Regions from separate parts of the Danio rerio genome. Here region 1 is linked to region 2. A link is a contact called in public Hi-C data. All regions are on one chromosome and are shown on one strand. Each heading gives the region's core, a stretch centred on a gene start, on an enhancer-like site or on the middle of the called end of the contact. The rest is flanking DNA. Distances are from core to core; before and after follow the strand shown.

Region 1 (6,433 bases), core at 967-3,466, 210 kb after region 2:
GTCCAGAAACACAAACTGTATATACTGGGCTCTTTTTTAACCTTAAATTCTGTGTAGTCATATACTATTTATAGTATACTGTACTGTATATATGTTAATAAGATCAAGTAACCTGTCTCAAAGGGTGTTTGCAATTTTGCTGGATAAGAATCTGTTCATATTACTCATGGTGCTTTGGTTCTGAATTCCTAAACTGCCTTTTTTGATAACGCTTGATTAAAATGTTCTTTTCATGTTTTAAATAAGGGCATTAATTAACCCAGGGAATGTATTTAGGTTTAAATAACCTATAAAAATGTCAATCTTATTTTTTTTAATACATATTCTTTGTTTGTAAGTCATTTGGGGGGAAAACTCTGGACGATTATAATTTCTTCTTACATAATTTGTTTGGAGAACTATGACCGATGTACTTGATTTCTGTTTGTTTTTTTTATGTTGTTGTTGTTGAAAAGTTATTTATTCATAGTGTTGAATGCAACAGCGCCTTAAAATTGTTTTTTTTTCATGGATAAAACGGTTAAGAAAGAAAATATTGATCTGTTTTAAATGTGAAGGTGGATTGCTTTTGCAAATATCCGCATAGGGATCAGAAAAGAGTCACTTTAATTTAAATTCTGCTTAACTTTAATTTCTCATAAGTAAAGAGGTGGTCCTATGCAAAATATGATGCAATGCAGTGCCTTCCATGTCACATCATAAATAAATAAAAAATCCCATCTGTTAACATTGTTGTCATTTTTTTTTGTCTTAATAAATGCTTGAATTTGTGGAATTATTATTATTCTAGTTGATCATTTAATATCAGAAGTGGCTTATATGAAAGGCAAAGGCCTCTATTACGCTTATTTTACCAAAATAAAATACGATCATGCCTTGATTTTTAATAATTTAAGACAGTAAGGTCTGACTTTGCTTAGACAAAAGTCTTGTCACAAAACAGAAATAATGTACAGTATAAAATAAAGAGTCATGCTGCAGTGGAAAAAGTATTAATATTGTGTATGACTACCATGAGCTTGGAGGACTGCATCCATACATCTCTGCAATTACTCAAATAACTTATTAATAAAGTCATCTGGAATGGTAAAGAAAGCGTTCTTGCAGGACTCCCAGAGCTCATCAAGATTCTTTGGATTCATCTTTAATGCCTCCTCCATCTTATTCCAGACATGCTCAATAATGTTCATTTCTGGTGACTGGGCTGGCCAATCCTGGAGCACCTTGACCTTCTTTGCTTTCAGAAACTTTGATGTGGAGGCTGAAGTATGAGAAGGAGCGCTATCCTGCTGGAGAATTTGCCCTCACCTGTGGTTTGTAATGTAATGGGCAGCACTAATGTCTTGATACCTCAGGCTGTTGATGTTTTCATCCACTCTGCAGATCTCTCTCACGCCCCCATACTGAATGTAACCCCAAACCATGATTTTTCCTTCAACAAACTTGACTAATTTCTAGTGAGTATCTTGAGTCCATGCTGGTTCCAGTAGTAGGTTTTCTGCAGTATCTGTGATGATTGGAATGCAGCTCAACAGATGAATCATCAAAAAAAAAAAATTACCCTCTGCTACTTTTCCAAATGATCAACTAGAAGTCAAGCTATTATTTGTCGCTCTTACAACTGGGAACAAGGACAAGACTTTTGTCAGATTGTGTATACCATTGTATGAAATTTATAAGAACATAAAATCTCTAAAATATAATTACCTTAATGGGATAAACAGAATTGAAATAGCCTAAATATATGACTCATTATTGCTTAAAGCAGTCTAAATATATGAAATTCACAAATATATTTCCGACAAAGACCATCAAAACTGCATATCCCTCTGAAAATGTTTAACTCCACTTTTTTATCAACAAATCTCGGTCACAGATGTGTGTTAGATATGGCGAAAAAACAAAATATATTTTCCATAAAAAGGAAGACAAAGAAAAAACAAGACAATAACATTATAAAGTGTAGATGCATGAAGGACTTCAATTTTATATGGAAAATATCTAGTTTATATCCTCCACATGACGTGCTGGTCATTAATAGAAAATATGTGCATGACCATTCGTATTTTTTGTCATGAACTATATTTTATTTTCGTGCTCAGCCATCAAAACATACCATAAAACGTCCTTATGGTTTCATTGGGCTCTGCTGGAGGTGTGCCGGAAGTCAACGCCCTCATTCGCCAGCAAGAAGGGGACTTTTACTCTACAACCTTGAACTTCCTGTCCGTCATTTTGGCCGTACGCCTTGTTCTTGTTGTCCCTGATAATCGTACGTTCGCTTAAAAAAGGCCTTTAACCTAAAAATTTCGGTGATTTTCCGCCTTGATCAGCATATCAACAGCGAATATTTAATTTAATAATCATGGAGCAAATGGATGACCCCGCTGGATCGGATAATAAACGAGCTATAGCGCGGAAAAGGTGGGTTCTGTCTTGTAAACAACGGCCTGTTTATCAGCGCTCGAAGCTTCTAGTGCTTGGACTGCAGCCAGTTTAACATTAAATAGGACGTTTGACGTTCTGTAAATACAAATATACATTAGAAGAAATCGATTAATGTTGACATGCGCTATTATTATATTCCCTTTGGTGGTTTGTTGTTATATACGAGCAGTTAGCAAGGTGCGAACAGCTAACGTTGGATGATGTCAGACTGGTGATATGAATGCTAAGCTTTAGTGCTAAAACGCACTGAGATATCTTTAAAGTTGGTGTTTTATTCGCGCATTCGTTCAGTGACAACTTGTGACACGCTACCTATATTGTTTACCATGGTTACTTTGAACATTTGAAGTGTACACAGGACTTCAAAACAACATTAGCACTATTTAATTGACTGTGAACAATGTTGTACTGTGACAGTCTTTGGCTGCTAATATGATTTCACTATTTAGAATTTACAAAGAATACTTTTCAGAAGTAATTATTAAAGAGAAATTCCGACGAGTGTGTGAATATAAAACCAAATTTACCTCAATAAACGCACTAAGGAAACGTTAAAATTGGTTTTATATTTGCACATTCGTTCTGTGACAACTTGTGACACACACCTTATATTATTTACCATGGTACTTGAAGTGTACACAGGACTTCAAAACAACATTAGCTCTATTTAATTAATTGTGAATGTTGTAAATTACTGTGATAGTCTTTAGCTGCTAATATGATTTCACTATTTAGAATTTACAAAAATGCTTTTCTGAAATAATTATTTAGGAGAAAGTCATAAAAATGAGAATATAAAACAAAATTTACTTCAATAAAGGGTTTTATGTGCACACATTCGTTCATTTTTTTAAACGGTAGTAAGTTTTGACCATTAGGGTTGTGAAGTGGTCCCTGTTTGTTTACCAAGATTGTTTGAATACTGTCTGAAATCGCATGTAAATATGACTTAATAACAACATTACCACTATTTAATGGACTGTGAACAATGTTTTATTTAGATTGTCATTGGTACTATATGATATCCCTATTAAGAATTTGCAAACAATACTTTTCTGAAATTAGATTAAGGAGAAAGTCAGACTGTGAATATAACCTCAGCTTTACCCCAATCTAAAACACCGATTTATTGTTTTTTTCCAATATAGTTGATATCTGAGGTTCTTGGTATGGATTTTTGTTTCCCCTTTTTTATTGTGTAAGTTGTTTGGATGATGATAGATAAATGGTCAAGTTTCAAATCGTTTACATAAATACATTTTTATTAATAATTCATCATAGTGTTACCTAAATTCTTCTTTTCAATATAATTCTTTTCTTTGAGTATATTACCATTATTATAGTAATGTTTTTTCTCTTAATATTCTCATTGTTTTGTCTGCTGCAATTTGTTTCCACTTGCTTTTTTATTTTCCTTTTCTTCTTCTACTCTTTCTTTGCTTTCCTTTTTTACTTTCTTCTCTAATCTTCTATTTCTTCTTTTTCCTTTTCCTACTAATTATTATTATTATTTGTCCTCTACCTGAATTCCCAACCCCACCCCACCTCCTCACTATTTTCATTAATATTAGTACTTCTACTTTTGTTATCATTATTATTATTACTACTGTCCTGACTTGTCCTGTTATCTCCTCATTATCATTTTTACAAGTTTTTCTAAAACTGTCATTATTCAGGTTGCTGTAGTTGTTGTAGTAGTAGTCATAGTCGTAGTAGTGGTTATAGTTGGGTTATTTATTTATTTATTTATTTATTTTTTGAAGTAGTATTTGTAGTAGTAGATGTCGTTGGTATAGTGGTATCAGAGGTAGTGGATGTGTAGTAGTAGTAGTATTAGTAGTCGTTGTCGGTGTAGTAGTATCAGAAGTAGTAGACGTTAATGAAGATGTTGTAGTAGCAGGCATTGCTGTAGTAGTATCAGTAGTAGATGTAGTAGTCATTGTAATGGTATCAGTAGTTGTAGCAGACATTTTTGTAGTAGTAGTAGTGGTTGTGGCTGTAGTAGCAGTAGTAATAGCCATAACATTAGAAGCTCTCTGTAGTAGTAGTTATTGTAGTACTTTTGATTTATTCTTATTATTATCATTGTAGTGGTTGTTGTTGTTGTTGATGATGATGATTATTGCTGTTGTCCTCTCTTGCTTGTTTACTGTCATCACTCATCACTGACTGGTTTCTTTATATCTGTTTTTTTTTCGTTTATATATATATATATATATATATATATATATATATATATATATATATATATATATATATATATATATATATATATATATATATATTTATATATATATATTTATATATATATATATTTATAATATATATATAATATGTTACTTGCTTCATTGAGTGAATGTTACTGTACCTTTTGTATGTACTCTGAACTGTTTACCAAGTTTCCTTTACATGCACACACATATACATGCACACATGCACAAACACCCGCACCTGCCAGTATATTTGACTGTATTGTTGTTGTTGTTTTTTGTTATTGTTTCATAGTTTTTGTATTTGTGTCATCTCAAATTGTGTACCTTTTTGTATCTTCTAATAAAAAAAAAATAAATAAATTTTTTTTTTATATAAACCAGTGTTTACCATATGTTATCTTTATTATTCGTTAAAGTAATAGAAAATTGTCATATTGTCTTGTGCTTTTTATGGCACAGCAAAGGTTACATTTTAAACTTTGCCTTTTTTTTTTAATAGGAGTTGAAGATGCTAAACGAGGACTTCAGAGAGGACAAGCTTTCAACATCAGCACCGTCCATCACTTTGTCCCTCCCCTCAAACCTAAACACCAAGCACAGGTGGAAACACTGTTTCATAATCAATTATTTGTCAATACAGACAGTTTAAAGCTTGTGTGAAATCAGAATTTACAGTGTTTGTTGTTTTGCTAGTGCATTTTTGTTTTTTAGATGAACAAATCATCCCTGCTATATGCTCCACTGAATTTTTTTGTTTTGGTTTTTCAAAGTCTTTTTTGTTTTTTTATCATTTGCTTGATGACTTCATTCACAATATTCATGACCACACCCCTTTTACCATTAGTTTGCTACAAGGAAATGATGAGCAAAATTTAAACCCTGCCTAGGCATGGGACGACACCAGTTTTCAGGGTATACCGAGGTTTGGAAAAGTTAAGGTTTTAAAGCCACCAAAATGTTCTGTTATACCATTCCCACGGTTTATGTAAGATATTTTTAGTTTTCTAGGACAACAGGATCTCCAGCAGAAAAGATGCTGTTTTAAATTGTAATAATGAAGACAGCAAAAGTCAATGATTTATTTTATTCATTTAGCCTGAAATGTTTACTGCTCCAAAATATTTCAAATGTTTTTCATAATAAAATATATTGTGTTCAAAGGGGAAAAAGGTTTTTGTTTTTTACCCAGACATTCAAAAAGAGCATATTTTAGAGCAGTAAGCACAATACTGTGAAACCATGATATTTTTATCCAAGGCAATCATACCGTCAGAATCATATACCGGAGCTATCTTTTTTGGAAACAACTGATAGTTGTAGAATGATTGGGGTAACTTTAAAGTTAAGTGCAAAATATGCCTAAAATATAATGCAGTTAAAATAATCTTACAGCAAAAATACAAATAGTACTACTTTCTCTGGGAATTTAAACATTATTTAGGTCATAATCAAATGTAAATAAGCTGCATATGTCGTCGTTTCATGGAGCTGAATGCATTGCTTTAAAAATGTTATTAAAGTAATGAGCCATAACGGAGCCCTCTGGGTTTGGCGGGAGCACTTTTAGCTTAGCTTAGCATAAACTATTGAGTCTGATTAGACCATTAGCATACTTTCTCTAGGGAATGTAAACATTATCCAGGTCATAATGCAAAATAAAAAAGCAGCATATGTTGTCATTTCTTAGAACTAAATGCATTACTTGAAATGTTATTAAAGTAACAAGCCTTAACAGAGCACTCTCGGTCTGGTGGGAGCACTTTTAGTTTAGC
Region 2 (6,333 bases), core at 2,530-5,029:
TTTAAACTCTTTATATAAACTTTTTATATAAGTTCTGTGCTCTAAAATAAGTTTTTTTGACAATATAAGTGTGTTGTGTGCTGTGTATATTTATTTTGTATATATAAATACACACATACATGCATATATTTGAGAAAATGCTTATTTTTATAAAACATATGTGTATATGATAATTATTTTTTTATGGCAAGGTTGACATTTGCATGGAATTGCCCATATATATATATATATATATATATATATATATATTTATATATATACAGTGCATCCGGAAAGTATTTATTGCGCTTTACTTTTTCCACATTTATTTTAAGTTACAGCTATGTTCCAAAATGGATTCAATTTATTTATTTCCTCAAAACTCTACACACAATAATATGGAAGCCCGTTCCCACCACTGAATAATAATAATAATAATAATAATAATAATAATAATTGAAAACAATTATGAAAAATAAATAAATTATAAAGTCAGAATTCAGAGTTATTAAGTCAGAATTCTGAGTAATAAAGTCAGAATTCAAAGTTATAAAGTCAGAATTGCGAGTTTTTAAGTCAGAATTCTTAGTTATAGTCGCAATTCTGAGTTATTAATGCAGAATTCTAAGTTTTAAAATCAGAATTGCGAGTTATAAAGTCAGAATTGCGAGTTATAAAGTCAGAATTGCGAGTTATTAAGTCAGAATTGCGAGTTATAAATTCAATATTGAGAGTTATTAAGTCAGAATTGCGAGTTATAAATTCAATATTGAGAGTTATTAAGTCTAAATTGCGAGTTATAAATTCAATATTGAGAGTTATTAAGTCAGAATTGCGAGTTATTAAGTCCGAATTGCGAATTTTTCAGTCAGAATTGCGAGTTTTTCAGTCAGAATTGCGAGTTTTTCAGTCAGAATTGCGAGTTATTAAGTCAGAATTGCGAGTTATAATTTCAATATTGAGAGTTATTAAGTCAGAATTGCGAGTTGTTCAGTCAGAATTGCGAGTTATTAAGTCAGAATTGCGAGTTATAATTTCAATATTGAGAGTTATTAAGTCAGAATTGCGAGTTATTAAGTCTGAATTCCAAGTTATTAAGTCAGAATTGCGAGTTATAAAGTCAGAATTCTGAGTTCTAAAGTTAGAATTGCGAGTTTTAATGAGTTTCCTGTTTTGGCGATTGGACATAAATTAAGTGTTAAAGACTCTTTATTTGGGTTCTCTGCTTGTGATGTGGTATGGATTCACAGCCCAGTTTTTCCAATGAAGGCCAGGAGGACAGCTCTAAATTGAGCGCAAGTAGATTCTGTTTCCACTGATCATTCTTGAAATGTTTCAACAGCTTAATTGGACTTATATATATATATATATATATATATATATATATATATATATAATTTGAAAAGGCATACACCTGCCTATATAATGTCCCGGGGCTGATATGGATGCACTGTATCTATTCATTGTTGACTAATATGTATTCAATTATACAAGTGCAATTTGTATACTAGTAATTATTAGGTGCTAAAACTTTCTTTATACACTAGTAGTTATTTATTATTAAAAACTAGTGCCTAATTAGATACATTTTGAGAAAGTTAAGTTTCTTCAGCAATTATTCAATATATAAGTATGTACACACATATATAGACACACCAGTAGAAGTATTCTTACAGTATACACACATTGTCTAATCTAAGAGATTCTTAGTGTAAAGCTACAGTTTTAACTTGATGTTTTAAGTCATTTTAATTTCTGTAAGTTGAAACGACTAATAAAATTACTTAGATCCAACTAAAACATTTAAGGCAGCCACCGATTTATTGCAGTGTAGAAAATACCTGGCTGCCTTAAATGAGTATAACGATAACGGTGCTAAATTGATACTTTTAAAACAATACTGGTGAAAAAAATGGTGCCCGAACCCATCCTTTTAAACCACAGAGATATAGTGGATGACTAGAAAATATTTTATTCCACAAAATATACACATTTTAATTTTAACTGCATTAATCTATTTCTTTTGATCAGTTGTTTGTTAGCATGAATTTAAGATTTGCATTATGCAATTAACCTTACATTGGCTTACTACAAACCTGTTGAAAGGTTGTCATCAAAATGAAGGAACACCTTTTTTCTAGGGTTGGGACTTGTGACTACGTTTGCATGGACATCAGTAATCGAATTTTTTTGCCTTGATCTGAATAAGACAATAATATGATCAAGGTGTTTACATGAGTTGCTTTCTAAATGTTCCTTTCATAAACCCGTTTTACATGTTATAGCACATAATTTGATTAACGTCATTGCGTCACCACGATATCCACATTTCCTCCAGAATTTCATGTCATTTCAGGCGTTTCATTTTTTATTTGTTGACTTTAACTGCAGTTTGGCACTTTCGCTTTCATCCAGGAACATTTCATGTATGCCCCCCATGACAAACAAGATTTTGGATGTCAGTATGAACTGCTAGAAGAGTGTTGTTTTAATGGAATTTGATACCGCACGCCGAATGGGAGAAAAAAACCCTCTGCATTTCGCAGTCTGTGTGTGTCTGTGGAATCGATAAGAAAATAGTGTCAAATAGCCGTGTGTATAGACTATCCTGTCACAAAATGAGGCGAAAATCCTACACCACAGTAATAGTTTGATTAAGGTGTTTACATGTCTGTACTGCACTTTAATAATGTGACTAAAATAAATATACAACACATTTCTTAATCTGATTTCAGATAAACTATGATTTAAGTCAGATTGAGGTAATCAAAAATAGCTGTTTACATGGTTGACTGTTGTCTTAATCATATTAAAATCGATGCAAACATACTTACTGTCCAATCTAACATAAATTCTTAGTCTAAATCTACAGAGCGCTAAAAAACACTTAACTTGATGTTTACGTCATTGTTATTGATGTAAGTTGAAACAACTAATACAACTAATTAGATTCAACTTAAAAGTTAAAGGGAGCAACACATTTATTGCAGTGTAGGAAATACCTGGTTGCCTTAAATGAGTCATTTTAACTGAAATGAAATTAAACATTACATGATTAACTTGGTTTAATACATTAGGATTAACATAAAAACAAGTGTTGTCATAACTTATTGATCATTTATTGTTGATTTAAAAATCAAGTGATAAAATAAATAAGAAACTGAACTAAAACTGTAAATTTTTGTCACCATTTACTCCTTTTCCTTGTTCCAAACCAGTTTGAGTTTCTTTCTTCTGCCAAACGCAAAATAAGATATTCTGAAGAAAGCTGGAAACCTGTAACCACTGACTTCCACAGTATTTGTTTGGCAGCAGTCAATGGTTACAGCTTTCAGCATTCTTCAAAGTATCTTCATTTGAGTTTAACAGAATAAAGAAACTATGAACCACTTGAGGGAGACTAAAATAAGAGTATATTTTTAAGTGAAGTACCCATTTAACTCGTGCATGTGTAGAAATAACACCTTTTTCACCATTTCGAACTAAATAGCTGATCAGAAATGTCAGATAAAATCGAGCAGAAAGTATCATACTGTAACGTCAATACATTTGTTTCTGGGTAGGCCCATACGAGACAAACAAGCCAAACAGAAACTATCGAAAAACTTTTTCTTGAGTCTGTCTGTATTAAAATTGATCTATAACGTTTAATAAGAGTGTCTCACCTTTATCCAGCTGGACCTCGGGCGATAGGAGCCTGATCCTGACCGTCTCACCTCACTCATTTTCGGCGGTGTGCAGCATCACAGCGTCAGTGAGTGAGCAGTGAAGTCTCCACAGAACAGCTGCATTGTTTCCATTGTTCTCTGTAGTACCAGGGAGAGAGAGAACATAGTGACTTATTGTGTGCGTGTGTGTGTCACAGAGAGAGGGAGAGGGGGGAGAGAAAAGAGAAAGAAAATCCTCTCAGTTTACTGTAAACAACATTATATTGTGATTTTATTGTGAAAGCTGACTGTGCTTTAACGTGTCTGTCCACTAGAGGGTGATCGGACACAACGAATACACAAGACTCAAAACAAACACTTTTACGAGAATTCGGCTTTCGTTTTCACCACTGACGTAGACCAATTCAATTCTATTGAAGTTTATTTGGATAACAAACTTGGATAATAATTCACAATAATTATTGCTTGAAAGCAGCTTTACAAAAGTTGCACATCATACAGCATTGCAATCAAAATAAAAAAAAGTTATGGTTATTATTTACCATAACTTTATTAGTTACTAATAACTTTAACTAATTAACTATTAACTAGTTGACTAAGTAACTGTTAACCAGCTTTTAAAAGTTTAAGTTATTATATATAAACATAGCTGCAGTTAACTGTAAAAAAAAGTCAGGTTAACCCTGCTGAAAAAATCCAGCTTAAACCAGCCTAGGCTGGTTGGCTGGTTTTAGCTGGTTGACCAGGCTGGTTTTAGAGGGGTTTTTGCCATTTCCAGGCTGGTTTCCAGCCATTTCCAGCCTAGTCTTAGCTGGTCAGGCTGAAAAAGGACCAGCTAAATCCAGCTAAAACCAGCTTGACCAGCCTGGAAGTGACAGGCTGGAAATGGCTGGAAACCAGCCTGGAAATGGCCAAAACCCCTATAAAACCTGCCTGGTCGACCAGCTAAAACCAGCCAACCAGCCCAGGCTGGTTTAAGCTGTTTTTTTCAGTAGGGCCACACAATCGATTTGTGTTGAGACAACATAAAGGAATTAAGTTAACTTATTAGTTTTTACAAATTTAAGTGGATTAAACATAAAACAATTAAGTTGTTGCCCCAAAAACTGTAGTTCGTAGCAATGCATATTGTCTATCAAAAATTGAGTCTTCATATTACAGTAGGAAATTTACTAAATGTCTTCATGGAATATGATCTTTACTTAATATTCTAATGATGTTTGGTATAAATGATCGTTTCAATTAATGTATTTTAGGCTATTGCTAAACAATATACCTGCAACTTAAGGCACATTTTTAATTATATTTGAATCCATTTATTTAGGGAATCATGGTGGCGCAGTGGGTAGCATAATCGCCTCACAGCAAGGTCACTGGTTCGAGCCCCGGCTGGGACAGTTGGCATTTCTTTGTGGAGTTTGCATGTTGTCCCTGTGATCACGTGGGTTTCCTCCGGGTGCTCTGGTTTCCCCCACAGTCCAAAGACATGCGGTACAGGTGAATTGGTTAAGCTAAATATTCGTGTGTATGAATGAATGTGTATGGATGTTTCCCAGTGATGTGTTGCAGCGTAAAGGGCTTCCGCTGCATAAAACATATGCTGGATGAGTTGGCGGTTCATTCCGCTGTGGTGACCCTAGATTAATAGAGAGACTAAGCCGAAAAGAATATGAATGAATGAATAATTTTATTTATAGATATTTTTGTTACAATTTTTTTAATTTAAATGTTAAATATACTGGTTTAATTTATTATTAAATCTACAAAAAAATGTAATCGTTTGACGATATTCATTCATTCATTCATTCATTTTCTTGTCGTGGGGTCGCCACAGCGGAATGAACCGCCAACTTATCCAGCACATTTTTACGCAGCGGATCACCTTCCAGCCGCAACCCATCTCTGGGAAACATTTACAGACAAACATTACAGTTTTTTTTTATTAGTTTGTTTGTTTGTTTTGACTGTTGAAATCACAGCCGGGTTGTACTGCTTTAAAATCCAAAAAAAAAAAGAAACATGAGTATGTGACAAAAGAGAGATCAGGCAATGTATTGAAATCTGCATTTAACCCAAATAGCTGTCCATCTGCTGATCACATAGCAACATTTATTACAATATAGATTTCAATTAAAATATTCAACTAATTTCAAGTTTAATTTTTAATTTTTTCTCAAAAATTATTGTTTTAAAACATCTTTACAAAAGGTGCACATTATTGCATTACAATCAAATTCAAAACCGTATGATTAATAGGTACCATAGTTTTATTACTTACCAATTACTTTAATTAACTAATGACTGTTTACTGATCAGTTAAAGTTATTATATAGAAATGTTGTTATATAGTATATGGTGACGACGATATGTAGCTATTCACTTAATCAATTGTATTTTTAATTAATTGTTTCATGTTATTATGAGAATTCATTATTATCTATCTCTTTCCACGTGTATGTACTGTAAAAGCAAGGGTCATGACCACCATTATCTCCACAGCTGGGTGGAACATTTAATTTACTCCCCTACATTGTGTGTATGTGCAATATTCAGCAGTTTCAGCAAACATCTCATCTTATTATGCAGTAATTAAAGATTTTTAGAAGAGATCTTGAAGTCTCTTTCACATCTGCGGGAGGCTGTTTTTAGCTTTGGCCTCATAAACAAAGCAGGATTACTCCTTAAA

Evidence for each region. A called contact is a pair of places that touch in the nucleus more often than the background predicts.
Region 1: a contact with region 2 is called in a Hi-C map of hematopoietic stem cells, with 5 times the contacts expected there. The contact joins the promoter of si:dkeyp-44a8.2 here to the promoter of slc44a1b in region 2. A contact is called at or near these places in 3 of 18 Hi-C or Micro-C datasets (caudal fin, hematopoietic stem cells and an unstated tissue) and 2 of 4 datasets of contacts at active chromatin or transcription factors (caudal fin and embryo).

What each region holds. Positions count from the first base shown.
Region 1 is chr14:7,145,403-7,151,835 of GRCz12tu, forward strand. It overlaps si:dkeyp-44a8.2, which reads left to right and starts at 2,217. Exons shown (of 4, transcript XM_068213297.1): 1 at 2,217-2,424; 2 at 5,161-5,261. The region is part of intron 15 of adam19b (ADAM metallopeptidase domain 19b); the gene reads left to right.
Region 2 is chr14:6,938,411-6,944,743 of GRCz12tu, forward strand. slc44a1b (solute carrier family 44 member 1b) reads right to left here and starts at 3,780. Exons shown (of 14, transcript XM_073922502.1): 1 at 3,645-3,780.